Linked DNA regions of Sus scrofa: region 2 is linked to region 1. A link is a contact called in public Hi-C data. All regions are on one chromosome and are shown on one strand. Each heading gives the region's core, a stretch centred on a gene start, on an enhancer-like site or on the middle of the called end of the contact. The rest is flanking DNA. Distances are from core to core; before and after follow the strand shown. Region 1 holds the start of SERP1 (stress associated endoplasmic reticulum protein 1). Region 2 holds the start of SELENOT (selenoprotein T).

Region 1 (6,523 bases), core at 2,568-5,067:
TTGTACGTTAAAAAAAAAACAAAACAAAAACCAACAACAAAAAAACACCTCAGCATCCTAAAGCCAATTGTCTATAGTAAACCACGGGAAATTCTGTCTGATATGGAATGGTTTGACTCAAAACAAAGAATAAGGCACCTGCTATGAATTTAGAACAATAACTTTCATTTTTAAAGTTAAAACAGAATTAGGTAATCAAGACACTTGTTTCAAAGGGGAAATAAGTACTTGGTTGACTTCCTGGGTGAGAAAGGCAGGTAACAATGCAGACAATAAAAACCTGCTGGCCCAAGGTCAGCTGATTCCTTTCTTATTCCAGAGTAGTCAAGTTCCCAAACATTTTTAACCACTCCTCTCCCTCATTCTCCCATATACTTAAGGGGTGTCAGAAGATCTGAGGTTTACACTGTGTATAAACTAGGTAGTAGATTTCCCTTCTGTTTCTCTTAAAACAGCTTATTTTAGAGATATCCTGAGGCAATTAACAAAGCAAACAAGCGGGCTTCTTTCCAATTCATTAACACATAGACACTTCTCAGGCTTTTTTATGAAGTTATGGCTAAGCATTTAAATAGCCAATACCAGCAATTTTCAACAGTATCAGAAAACCCAGAGCCTGCCTTATCACTAACCCTTACCATTAATAAAAAGAAAGTTTGATCAATCATAACCTATAAAATCATACAACAAAGGGAAGACAAAAGACTGATCCTTATCAGGAAATCCATTTAATTTCACATGACACTTTAAGCTGATGTATCCAGTACCCTAACAATTTTAATCATAAATCAAGAAAAATCATTTCCAAACTAAGTGTAACGTTTCAGTTGATGTGCCTTTTTTGGTATTAAAAGTGCTATTAACATGCTAAGATGTGTTATGGCACACTCGACTCAACAGTATGTCCTGATGAGGCATTGATTTTTAGTAGTATTTTCTCCCAAAAACGTCCAGCATAATAGACCCCTTTGATATATTAAAGTAATCCTGGTAAAATCGATGGAGATATAGACAAAGCTTCCCTGACTTTATTCCACAATGGTTATTTTTAAGGAAAGTGAACAAAATGCTCAACCAAGTTGTCTTCTTACGGCATCTTAGGTTAGTATATTCACTCATGCAAAATCCAAGGTAGTGTAATAGAAATAATACTGTTAAATTAGACATTGTGGATCTAAGCATCTCCCTTTATATGAGGCATTTAGAAGCTTTTTAAAAATTTTAGGTGCTAAAAATTGTGGGAAAACTAGGCTAACTGTGGTTGTTCCATTTATAAGCACCTTGTTACAGGACAGTTACATGGCCCTATAAGGGAGTGTGCTTTCAAGAGATAGTAATAAAGTGCCTAGCTATATAAAAACCATAGGATTCCAAATTTTAAATTATGCTAATTGCATTTACACATTAGGGCTAACAAAATCTAGACCCTGTCTACACATATTTAACCTAATTATCTATATACTGTTCTAATAACCACATTAAAAAAAATTTACTCTTTACTGACTGAATAAGTAGGGTCCACTACTGTAGCTTAATCAAATTTTATTGCTTTATTCATGTGGTGCTTTTGCAAGGCACTGTGGTATGGACTAGAAAACTTGGAATGACTTGTGAAGAAACCTTGGAATGACACATGAAGGATGATATGAAAAGTCATTCTGAGGCAGGATGCTTTACTGAATTGTTTTTAACCAGGGTATCAAACATCAGGAATGAGTTCAAGTTAAAATTCACAGGAGAATGGAAACATCTTAAGGTCAGTCACTTCACATGCCCATCCTGATACTTTGAATAATCTGGAAAATTGCTGTAAAGAGAAAGAGCAAGTATTAAAATATGCTTTGAATAAAATAGGCCTGGTAATTGACAAATATTAAGTTCAAGAATCCAAGAAAACTCTTATAATTACTTGCAAATGCTATGTAACTTCATAGCAGTGGGAAGAGAGGCCTACCTTAATAAAACAATTATTTTAAGTCTCAGCTTCCCTGAATTTTATCCTAAATGTCTAAAAGAGTTAGCAAATAAGCAGTGATTTTTAAAGAGCAATTAAAGCACCAAAGCAAACAGGTTTTTTCTAACATAGACTTATTTTGGTTTTACCCTAGATATTAGGTGTGCTTGGCCTGTTATACATACACACTTCCTCATTCTCACAATACTGAAATTCAGTAATCTTTAGGTTATGTAAATTGCTTGGCTCTTGGCCATTTATCAGGAAAGCTTCCAATTGGTACGTTTAGCAGACAGGAAAAGTGAAATGTTTAAAACAAATCTCAGTAACTTTAAAATGTCAGAATGTGGAAAACAGAAACATTACTTCCGTATTAACAGCTTGCATACTAAAATAAAATAAATGGAGGAAAGACATTCTATAATCCATTTGCAAAGGCAAGAGTCTACTTCTACAGAAGGCTGCGCTCATAACTAATTTTTCCTACCATATGTCAAACGTTTTTTTAAACTAAAAACATTTGTTTCACACATTAAATTGTCAATCAGCTACATTTCTTCTATAGTGAATCAATTCTTTGCATCAGATTTACTTTTTTATAAGACGTAACCAATTTTGACATACAGACCTTAGATTTACGGAATACGTTAAATTAAGTTCGAACATCCACATGTACATGAAGTTCCTAAGTTTCTCTTTTGCAACAAAGGTTGCAAAACATTCTAAATTCTTATTCTGGGAGGTGTTTTTGTTTCTTGTTTTGGTCTACATTTCTTTCAACTAGATCGTTACTAAGGACCTGACCTCCTTTTCTACTCTTCTGTGAACGCAAATCAAGCGGGGAGAAGTTTCTAGAGCACCACCCTCTGTGCATATGTGGGACAAGTAATTCGATTCAGATGAAACAGAATTATGCGGGGCTCCCAGCAGGTGGGTTGAGACTCCGCGGCAGGATTCACCACTGATGGTCACCACGTCATCTCGAACCCGTCATCCAACACCCTACCCGATGGTGGCTACAAAACACTTACCGGAACCACAAACAACAAAAATGAAGAGAGCCAATAACCAGGGTCCTACAGACGCCTTCTCTTCGGGAGCATTTCTCTGCAAAAAGGCAAATCCACGGTTTCCAATGCAAAAAAACCCACTCTGACCCTGGTATCCCACCGCCTGCACCCCGAGCCAGGTCGCTGGGTCCCCGCACCCGACAGGTCTCCCTGCGATCCCGAGCCGCCCAGCTCCGGCACCCACCTCCCAGAGTTCCCAACTTAGCGTCCAACTCGTGGCCTCCAGCCCCTGAGTCGGCCGGGTCTGGGAGGAGAGCTCGACGCGGCCCTGGAGCCCCGGGCCTTGGCGGAACAGAGAGGGGCGCCCGCTCTTCCCTTACCGAGGTCTTGGCGACGTTGCCGCGCTGGGTGATGTTCTTGCTGTGCTTCTCGTTAGCCATACGGATCCGCTGCTTGGCGACCATCTTCGCGGCGCCACGACCTGCCCCGGTCACCCCTCGGCCTCGCTCGCTCGCCTGCCCTAGGGCCCCCGAGACCCACACTCCACTCCCGGTGCCCGCGCCGCCGGAGCGAGTTGGCTCTCAGGCTGGGCGCTAGCTCTGGCCGCTGGGCCTGAGCGCTAGCCGGGCGCGGGCCACCGACTGACTGACGACTGACTGACGACGCTGGCCGAGCGAGAGGGCGCGCCGAAGGAGGAGAGCAGGCCGCCGGGATATTCTCGCGCCGCTGCTCTGGCCGCTGCTGGAGCGTGGAGCGAGAGAGGAAGGAAATGCAACGCAACAACCGGACAGCGCAGCCCGTCGGCTCGAACTACTTCGGGTTCGGCTGCCAACGTCAGCACTGGGCGGGCTCCGCCTGCCGAGGAAGACGGAGAGGGAGGGGTGAAGACCGACGCACCGGCTCTAGCCCCGCCCCCTCACGCTCCGTAGAGGGTAGCCCCAGAGCCGCCAGTGCCCGTTCAAGCTCTCCAACCGGAAGCGAGTTAGCCCCGAGGCCGGTGGCCCCGGAAACACCAGTTCGTAGTCTGCACGCCGGAGGAGACGTGTTGGGGCCGGGTTCGGCCCTCGTGAACTCTGACCCAGGCGTAAGAGTTTCTCTTCCCGGGACAAGATGGCGCCGTCCGCGCCGCTCCTGACAGGTGAGTTCCGAGCAACCAAGGGAGTGCTTCTTCAGAGCAGTATTTTTTTGTGTCTTTTCCCTCTGGGACTACCCAAGGAGCCTCTGAGTTAGATTTACCTTTTCTTATTGGTTGTAGAAGAGCTGGAGGGCCTTTTGGATTTCTTGGTGTAGCGTGGCAATCGGAAGTGAGGCCCCCGCCTCTGGGCTCCAGCATTCCCCCTCCCTATTGCCCATCCATCATTATTCCCTGACACTACAAGGTCTACAGGAATAGAGGAAGGGGCTTAAGAACAGAGAGTGCTAGCGGGATTTATTGCCTTGGGTCTGCAGTACTGATGTAACACGTACGCTTACCAGGTTGCGACAGGCTTTGTTGACAGTGTGCAGACATTTAGCTCTGTAATAAGGCGGAAAAAGTAAACAAATGGCTTAGTCCAGTAGAATAACTAAACACATTAAATATATTTGAATTTAAGTAATACCAAATCCTGTACTCCTTGACTTTATGAAATTTGTAGGACTGAGTAGAGCAAGTGGACCTGTGGTGGTGTAGGCTTTCATTGGATTTCTGTGGTCTGGAGTGGTGGAAGTGAGCATTATAAAGTAGCAACGTTCAGATATTACAGGATTTCTGAGGTTTTGAAGCTGAAGTAGAGTTTATAATGTTGGAGAAGAAAATAAACTTAGTCTTGGACAATGTCTGCAATGACTCTGGATTAGAGTAATGATTGGCTGGGAGTCTCATATGAGCGTCATCTTCTTAGAGAGGAGTTGGGAGGGAAAAGAAGGCTTTAATTAAGTTACCAATAACTTAATAACGTATGGAAGGGAAAAGAAGCAATTGAGAGAAAGGTGGTCTGCTTTTGAGGAAAGAGGTTATTTCCCCCAAGACTTGAAAGGAAGCTTAAAAAGCTTTTGCACTTTTTACCATTACATTTTGAAATCTTTGTTGCTAAACACCATGGCCATTCATATACAATCTGGCTACCACAGTTCATTCATCAAACATCCATCAAATACAGAGTTCCTGTTGTGGCTCAGCGGGTTAAAACCCAATGTAAGTGTCCGTGAGGATGCATTGGACCCCTAGCCTGGGCACGTCCATATGCTGCAGGTGCGATCTTAAAAGAAAAAGAGAACATTTATCAAATACTAATTTGTTAGATAATATGCCAGACGCATACTGTTTAAAAAGTGTAATTACATAATTAAATGAATTTGTTTCTCTAGCATCATAAAGGTAGCATGTATGTTCCTCAATTTTGGAATACTAAATGCTTATTTGAACTTTAATTTAAAAATTAGCACATTGCAAATCTGATCCTTTTTCTTCCCTTTTAAAATCCTTACAGTGACTGCTTACAAGGTTAAATTCCATCCTGCTTAGCATAGCATAGCATAGCATATAGAACCTTTATAACATGCTTGGCATTCATTTTATTTCTGGCCATTCCATCCTATTTTGTTCCCCATCAATACTGAACTGCTTATAAAACCCTTGAATAACCTGTTTCCTCAGTCTAACACTACCCTCTTCCTCTTGATTTGGCTGATTTCCTTTTATTTTTGAAATTTTGTTTTAGACACCATTACTTTGTAAAGTCTTTCCTTTTCCTAAGTAGTCATTCTCTCACCAGGCAATTTTTGTGCCTCATATATACTTGGATTTTTTTTTCACTTAAGACATAGGATAATTATCTGGTTGTTTAGGTGCTTTCCTCTCCTGCTATACTGTGAACACCTTAAAGGCAGGAGCAGAGGCGTATTCCTCCCTTTCTTCTCAGTTCCAAGTACAGTGTCTGGTAAACAGTAGACACAATGTTTAATGGAGGAATAAATTAATGAAGGACAACTACTTTCTTTGTAGTCAGATTAACTAAGAGTGACACTTTTCTTACAGTGCTTAAAATCAAGGATGTTATAAGAGGTGAAAGGTTATCTGTCAGTCTGCTTCTAGTGTTTTCGTATAGTGTCTTAGAGAACTTAAGTGGTTGGACATATAAGTAAAGTGGCTGTCAGGATTATATTCAATCATTCAACAACATGGTCCATTTTTCTTTCACTAGAACACACTGATCAATCTTTTAAACATTCTTAGTATAGGTATTTCTGTCAACAATAGATGCATTTTCTTCCAAACCCTTTTTTAAAAACACACTTGGAGTTCTCTCATGGCTCAGTGGGTTAAGGATCCAGCATTGTCACTTCTATGGCTCTGGTTATAGCTGTGGTGCAGGTTCCATCCCTGCCCTAGGAACTTCCAAATACCATGGACACAGCTGGAAAAAAAACAAACAAAAAAAAAACACAAAAATCTTAGCCTCATGGGATTTGGGAGTTGTGAATAATTTGAAGATTATCTAGTAAATTTTACTAGTTATCACTTAATTGGAAATGACAAAAAGCTAAAGCAGGTGAAAAAGGGATTTAAAAAAAAAGT
Region 2 (6,523 bases), core at 1,805-4,304, 57 kb after region 1:
TTAACCTAAATCTGTTTCCTTCCTCCTGCTCTAAAAGTTCAATTCTCATTGATAGCAATATAATCACTCATTTGCTTTATCCTACTATCACTGAGAACTTGTTGTGGACCTGACCCTGCTGCAGGTCTACACTATTGTTTCCTGACTGCTTCTCCCTTGTTTCTGCATTCCCTTTCTCCCCTATTTGAATCTGCCCTTTGGAACTCAAGGAAAGCCAAGGAAGCTGAATGAAACGTATTTCCTACAAATTAGAAATGGGGGACACAAAAAGGTTTTTGTGACCAAGAGGGCCCCTCAGGGTCCTGCTTTGTTTTACCACATTACATGCAATAGTCTTAGAATGTGTTACTGAGTGGAACTTGGGCCCATGAGCCCCATGAGCAGCGAAGCCAGTCTACTTACTCTAGGTTGTGGTAAGAAAAGTTCAGTGTTTATTGCAGGGCACCAAGCAAGAAGAATAGGTAGGTAATACTCAAAAGACTTGAACTCCCTTATGGCTTTCAGGAAAGGGCATTTACTTTTATTTTTTTGTCCATACCCGCAGCATATGGAAGTTCCTGGGGCCAGGGATGGAACACTTGCCTCAGTAGAACCCGAGTTGCTGCAAAGACAATGAAGGATAACCTGCTGTGCCACAGTGGAAACTCCAGGGAAGGGCTTTTGAAGCCAGAATTGGGATGACAGTTGCAGGGTATGTGACCAGCTTGTGGACTTTCTTCTGGTTGATTGGTGGTCAGGATGATGTTTGGGGAAACTTAATCATCAACCTTCTGGTTCCAGCCAGTCTGGGGTCTATATCCTTATGGCCAGAATGTTGTCACCATCTTCTGCCTGGATGGGAGGGGACTTAGTTTCTGCAGAACAACAGAGAGTGAGGCATAGGATTATTAAATATTCCTTCAGGAGTCCTCTAACTCTGTTGCTATTACTTTTTTCACTTGACTGATTTCTTTGTTTCTGCATTACCTCACTTCTTTAGTTAGTAATTGCTTGAGTCTGCTCTTTGGAACTTCAGCCTAGGAGACTAAAGTCTTTTTTCCACAAACAAGAAATAGAGGACACAGATGGGCTTTTGTACATGGGAGGGGCACTAAATGGTTTTGCTCAGTTTCAATCTGCACTTTGATACTCCTCAACCCTTAGGGGAACAGAGAGGCAGGACAAGAAACAATAAAGCTTTAGTTAGAAAGTTTAATCATACTCATTAGGAGAACTCAGTTTTTTAGGGGGACTCAGTTTCAAATAATAATACAAACAAAATAGTCTCACTATCAGTGTGATTACTAAAAACATTTGTAGGCTTTGGTTTTGCAGTTCTTTTTCTCCTAAAATATGATTTCTTTTTAGTCACTTAAAGTTTGAGCTGAAATCAACTATTATGAAGTGGGGTTTTTTTTTGTTTGTTTGTCTTTTTTTCCATTTCTTGGGCTGCTCCGGTGGCATATGAAGGTTCCCAGGCTAGGGGTCCAATTGGAGCCAGAGCCACAGCAACTCAGGATCCGAGCGGCGTCTGTGACCTACACCACAGCTCACGGTAATGCTGGATCTTTAACCCACTGAGCAAGGCAAGGGATCGAACCCACAACCTCATGGTTCCTAGTCGGATTCGTTAACCACTGAGCCACAATGCGAACTCCCTATTATGAAGTGTTTTGACTTTATATCCTTAAATTAGGAAACAATTTTTTTCTTTTTTTTTGGCTGTGCCTGTAGCATATGTAAGTTCCCAGGCCAAGGATAAAACCCAGTAGCCCAAGCCCCTGCAGGGATAAAACCAATCCTTAACTCACTGTGCCACAAGAGAACTCCTAGGAACTAGAAAACTTTTTTTTTTTTTCTTTTTAGGGCCGCACTCACAGCATATGGAGGTTCCCAGGCTAGGGGTTGAATCAGAGCTGCAGCTGCAAGTCTACGCTGCAGCCACAGCAAGCCAGATCCAAGCTGGATCTGAGACCTACACCACAGCTCCCCACAATGCCAGATCCTTAACCCACTAAGCAAGGCCAGGGATTGAATCAGCCTCCTCATGGATACTAGTTGGTTCTTAACCTGCTGAGCTGCAATAGGAACTCCTAGGAAACAATTTTTGTTCATGTGCTTACATTCAAGTTATTGGCTATTAGGAACTATAGGAATATGCATTTATTGAGAACTTACTGTTTCTTGAACTCATAACTGATGTATTTTATAACTGTAATACCTGGGCTAAATGATCCAGAATGACTGACATTTATTAATTTTGAGACTTAATTTTGGTCCCGATTTGAACAAATGAACAATAAAAAAATAAACATTAAGACAGGAAATTTAAACAGTGAATATTTTGGTACTAAGTAATAATTTTTTTAAGGTGGTATTGTATTGTGGTCAAGAATACCACCAAAAGAATATCTTTTAGAGATACATGCTTTTAAAAATCTATAGATGAGGTAATATGTCTGATATTTTCTTCTCTGGTGGAGAAGTGGTTAGAGCTATACAGAAGTAAGATACCCAAATGCCAGTAATTGTTAAAGGTCGTTGACAAGTTAAGGTAATTATTTTCTTGTATTTGAAGATTTCCAAAGGTCTTCAAAAAAAATTCTTCTAGGCGAGAGCAATATTGCAAGTTTAAACAAAAGGCTGCAGCACGCAACCAAAGAGTGAAACATTATGTATCTTAAGGCGTAGGCTTTCTCTTGTATCTCCCACACGTGAATCAAAGCTGTTAAACAGCTGTCCCTAAGTGCCTCAAGGGAGATAAATGTCCGAATTACATGAAAGTGTATGTGGAACTCAGGTGTAGTCAGGAGGTATAATTAATAGGCTACGTTGACGTCCCACCAGCTGTTTAGGTCCCTCCCTAATCATCTCACTCTATCCCAGAGCCTCTGCAAACATCCAAGATGGTGGGTCAGGACCGTGAAACAGGTCAGCTCTCCCTCCCAGAGCGTGCGCGGGCGCCGGAACACGCAGGCGCATTCCTGCTTCCCTACCCGACCTTGGCGGATCGCGCCTGCGCGGTGGGGAGCAGCTCGCGGCTCCGGCTCGGCCTTGGGCTGGCTGCAGTCTTAGTGTGAGGGCGGCTGGAGTGGCTGGCACGTTTATGATGAGGCTTCTGCTACTTTTCCTGGTGGCGGCGTCGGCGGTGGTCCGGAGCGATGCCTCGGCCAACATGGGAGGCGTGCCTGGCAAGAGATTAAAGATGCAGTACGCCACGGGGCCGCTGCTCAAATTCCAGATATGGTGAGTATATGTGCCGGGCCCCAGCCGCGCCGGTGTTCCTCTGCCCGGCGCCTTTCACTACTCGAGGCCCCTGCTTCACGGCCCAGAGGACTTAACCGTCCCTGGTCCGGAAGAACGGCGCCAGCAGCCTTCCGCTGCTTGCCCTCTCCCGAGCTCTTCTCGGAAATGGCCAGGCCGCCCTCCTTGCCTCCAAGCACAACCGCTCACTTCTCTTTTGCTTTATACAGTGGGAGGAGTGGGGAAAGAGGACACAAGAAGGTTAAATGCTGAAAGGCGCAGACGCGGGGACGCTTGGAGCACCGGGCGGCGGCGTCACGCCATGGCTACCCGGCTTTCTGCGGTGGTGGGCATGAGTCGGCGCAGTGTCGGCGCAGGAGCTTCCAGCGTTTGTCACTTGGTTCACTTTTCTCCTAGCCTTTCGCGGGTTTTGCCAGGTGGCGTCGCTGCCCCGTTTGGTGAAGGTTAACTCAGGTCGTTGGGGGGGACCTGCTAGCGACAAACGCCTTTTTCTCCAGGATCTGCCGGGGTGACTGTCGGGTGAGGGAATAGGGATTCTGACAGCTAATAGGCATGGATGGGTCCGGGAGGCTCGTTCTCAGTTTGCAGTTTCCAAAATGTCTTTGCAAAGGAGCACCTCGCTCTTCTGACTACCGCTCGCTCCCAGACAACTGGGTCTTCTCCCCCATTCCTCTTACTCGCACCTCCAGGGAGTTCCCTGCTCTGGCATCTCTTTCTACCTTTCAAATCTCTTGGACATTCAGAAAATTAGAGGAAACAACCCTTTTCACCCCCAACCCGGCGGTTTTCGACGGTGTTCTGTAAGTGGTTTTGTTGTTACCTAGTTAAGTATTGGAAGCAGAGCAGTAATGCACATGCTAAGGTAAGTGGTGTTGGAGAAGGTTTGAAAGGCTCAGATTAAAAATAAAAACCAAAATTGTAAAATTGTGGAAATTAGAACCTGTATCTCAAAAGATGACTTTATTTCAGTATAGGATGGTCAGATTAGAGGCCATAAAGCATTTAAAATCATCTTTTTTCAAACTTCATATTTTAATGTAACGGTACTAAAGTTTAGATTTTCTACTTACCCAACTAGTTTTTTGCTTAATCTTTGGAGTCTAAGCAAATCTTTAAAATTAAATCAATTTAAGTAACGTTTGAAGAGAATCAGAAAATAGGATGGTGTTTATTTTTGGAGTGAAAACTAAAAACCCTGCAATTTCTTTCTGAATGAAAAAAATTCATTCCCTGTACTGTTTACTCTGTGCCTGGCATATATCATCATGTATGATACTAAATGGGAATTATGGCTTGACCGTTTTGATTTTTTTCCTCTGCATATTTTTTTTTTCCATTAGAAAGTGGCAGTCATCTTACCAACCTAAAAATACTGTTAAGGATTAAGTGTGATATTTTTGTATTTAAGTAATTTTAAAAAGACCACATTTTCCAAGTTATGTAATTTTTCTATTCTGTATTTTTTGGTTTCACTTGTGCATTTCCAAAATACACTTTTACAAGTGCTTGAATTAGAACACTTGTCACAAAAATTTAATGAATGTACCTCACAGTAAGGTATATAACAGTTTTGGAAATGTATAAGCAGATGTAGGGAAGGGCATTCAGTCCTTCAAATTAAACTTTTAAAATGGTCTTAAATCAGTTGAACTTTTGATACTTAGTTTTTGTTTCCCTTTTTATTTTTTCCTTTAATTAGAAAGGCATGGGAGTTCCCATTGTGGCGAAGCGGAAACGAATCTGACTAGGAACCATGAAGTTGCAGGTTCAATCCCTGGCCTCGCTCAGTGGGTTAAGGATCCGGCGTTTCCATGAGCTGTGGTGTAGGTTGCAGACACGGCTTGGATCTGGCATTGCTGTGGCTCTGGTGTAGGCCGGTGGCTACAGCTCCGATTAGATCCCTAGCCTGGGAACCTGCATATGCCACAGGTGCAGCCCTAAAAAGGACAAAAGGCAAGAAAGAAAGAAAAGTACAAACTTGTACTAATAAAAGTGTTTTCTTTTGCAATCATCCTGAGAGCATGTTACATACAAAGTGCATCACTTAAAAAAATCTATAGATGGGAAATAACTTTATTAATCTTCCCTATGCCCTACCAAATACAGGTTAATTTAGTTTATTGTTTGTTACTTCTTCCCCCCAGATATTAATCTGTGTAGTAAAGTGAATATTTGATTTCTGGTTTTGGTAGAATCTCTTGGGTGTTCATTTGCAAGTTTGTTTGGCAAAGAGGAGGAAGCTAAGACAATTGAGGATAAATATGTGAAAATTCTTTAAATTCCATTTGAAATCTGAGTGCTGTAAAGTGCAACTTTTCACTAATTACCATCCTTAACAAAGGAGAGAACTGTTTTTACCTTCTTTTCAATTACTGTTTTTTTTATGGCCACACCCACAACATACGGAAGTTTCCAGGGCAGGGATTAAATCCTAGCTGCAGCTGAGACCTACACTGCAGCTATGGCAACACCAGATCCTTAACTCTTTGCACCAGGCTGGTCATCAAACTGGTGCCACCACAGAGACAAACTACATTAACCCATTGTGCCACAGCAGGAACGACTCCTTTCAGTTATTTTTGTCCCTTATTATATTTATCATGAGTACTCTTTATTTAACTTTATCTCATTGTATCATCTGTTGTGCCCCTTTTGTAATTGTTAATAGAACAGAATAACAGCACAATACATATAAATGGAATTGAAGGGTTAGAGATCAAGCATACAGAATAGCTTAAGACAAATTTTCACATTCTGCCTTCAGTATTTTTTTCAGTAAGTTCTCATTCAAGACCTGCTTGTAGCAAGAGCTAAAGATAAAATGGTGAACAAGACAGATGTGGCTCCTTGTGAAGCCTACAGTGATGCACAGTATTACTTTATGTACCTGAGTGTTTGGTTCTTCTGTCAGTTGATTGAGCAGTTGAATTAGATAAGTTTGATGACACCGATTGCATATTTGGGGAAAAATTATACTTACTGCTTATTTGGACATTTAAGCATTGAACATAAAAAAAACTTTTCTCTACACAGAGCTTAAAATTCCTTTGTCCTTTTCCTTTATTGCAGTTTTTATGTGTAAATGTATTCTACAGATATTATTTGGTATGTTTGTATGCCTGCTTTATTTTCCCCGTATATATACGTGATTTAACCTGTAATCAGACTTACAGCATTTTATCAGTTGTTGGAATTTTAAGAGATTACTGGCTACAGCTCTTAATGGTTGACACTTACTTAAACAATTGACAATTGTAGAGTTAAAACAATTGACAATAGA

Evidence for each region. A called contact is a pair of places that touch in the nucleus more often than the background predicts.
Region 2: a contact with region 1 is called in a Hi-C map of liver, with 3 times the contacts expected there. The contact joins the promoter of SELENOT here to the promoter of SERP1 in region 1. A contact is called at or near these places in 6 of 47 Hi-C or Micro-C datasets (heart right ventricle, liver, mesenchymal stem cells and 2 more) and 2 of 2 datasets of contacts at active chromatin or transcription factors (alveolar macrophages and skeletal muscle).

The regions. Positions count from the first base shown.
Region 1 is chr13:90,757,583-90,764,105 of Sscrofa11.1, forward strand. It overlaps SERP1 (stress associated endoplasmic reticulum protein 1), which reads right to left and starts at 3,818. Exons shown (of 3, transcript NM_001243260.1): 1 at 3,345-3,818; 2 at 2,986-3,061; 3 at 1-1,807. The coding sequence starts at 3,428. The coding sequence ends at 1,767. It overlaps EIF2A (eukaryotic translation initiation factor 2A), which reads left to right and starts at 4,061. Exons shown (of 13, transcript XM_021069601.1): 1 at 4,061-4,102.
Region 2 is chr13:90,815,355-90,821,877 of Sscrofa11.1, forward strand. SELENOT (selenoprotein T) reads left to right here and starts at 3,055. Exons shown (of 5, transcript NM_001163408.1): 1 at 3,055-3,225. The coding sequence starts at 3,089. It also overlaps the pseudogene LOC102163661.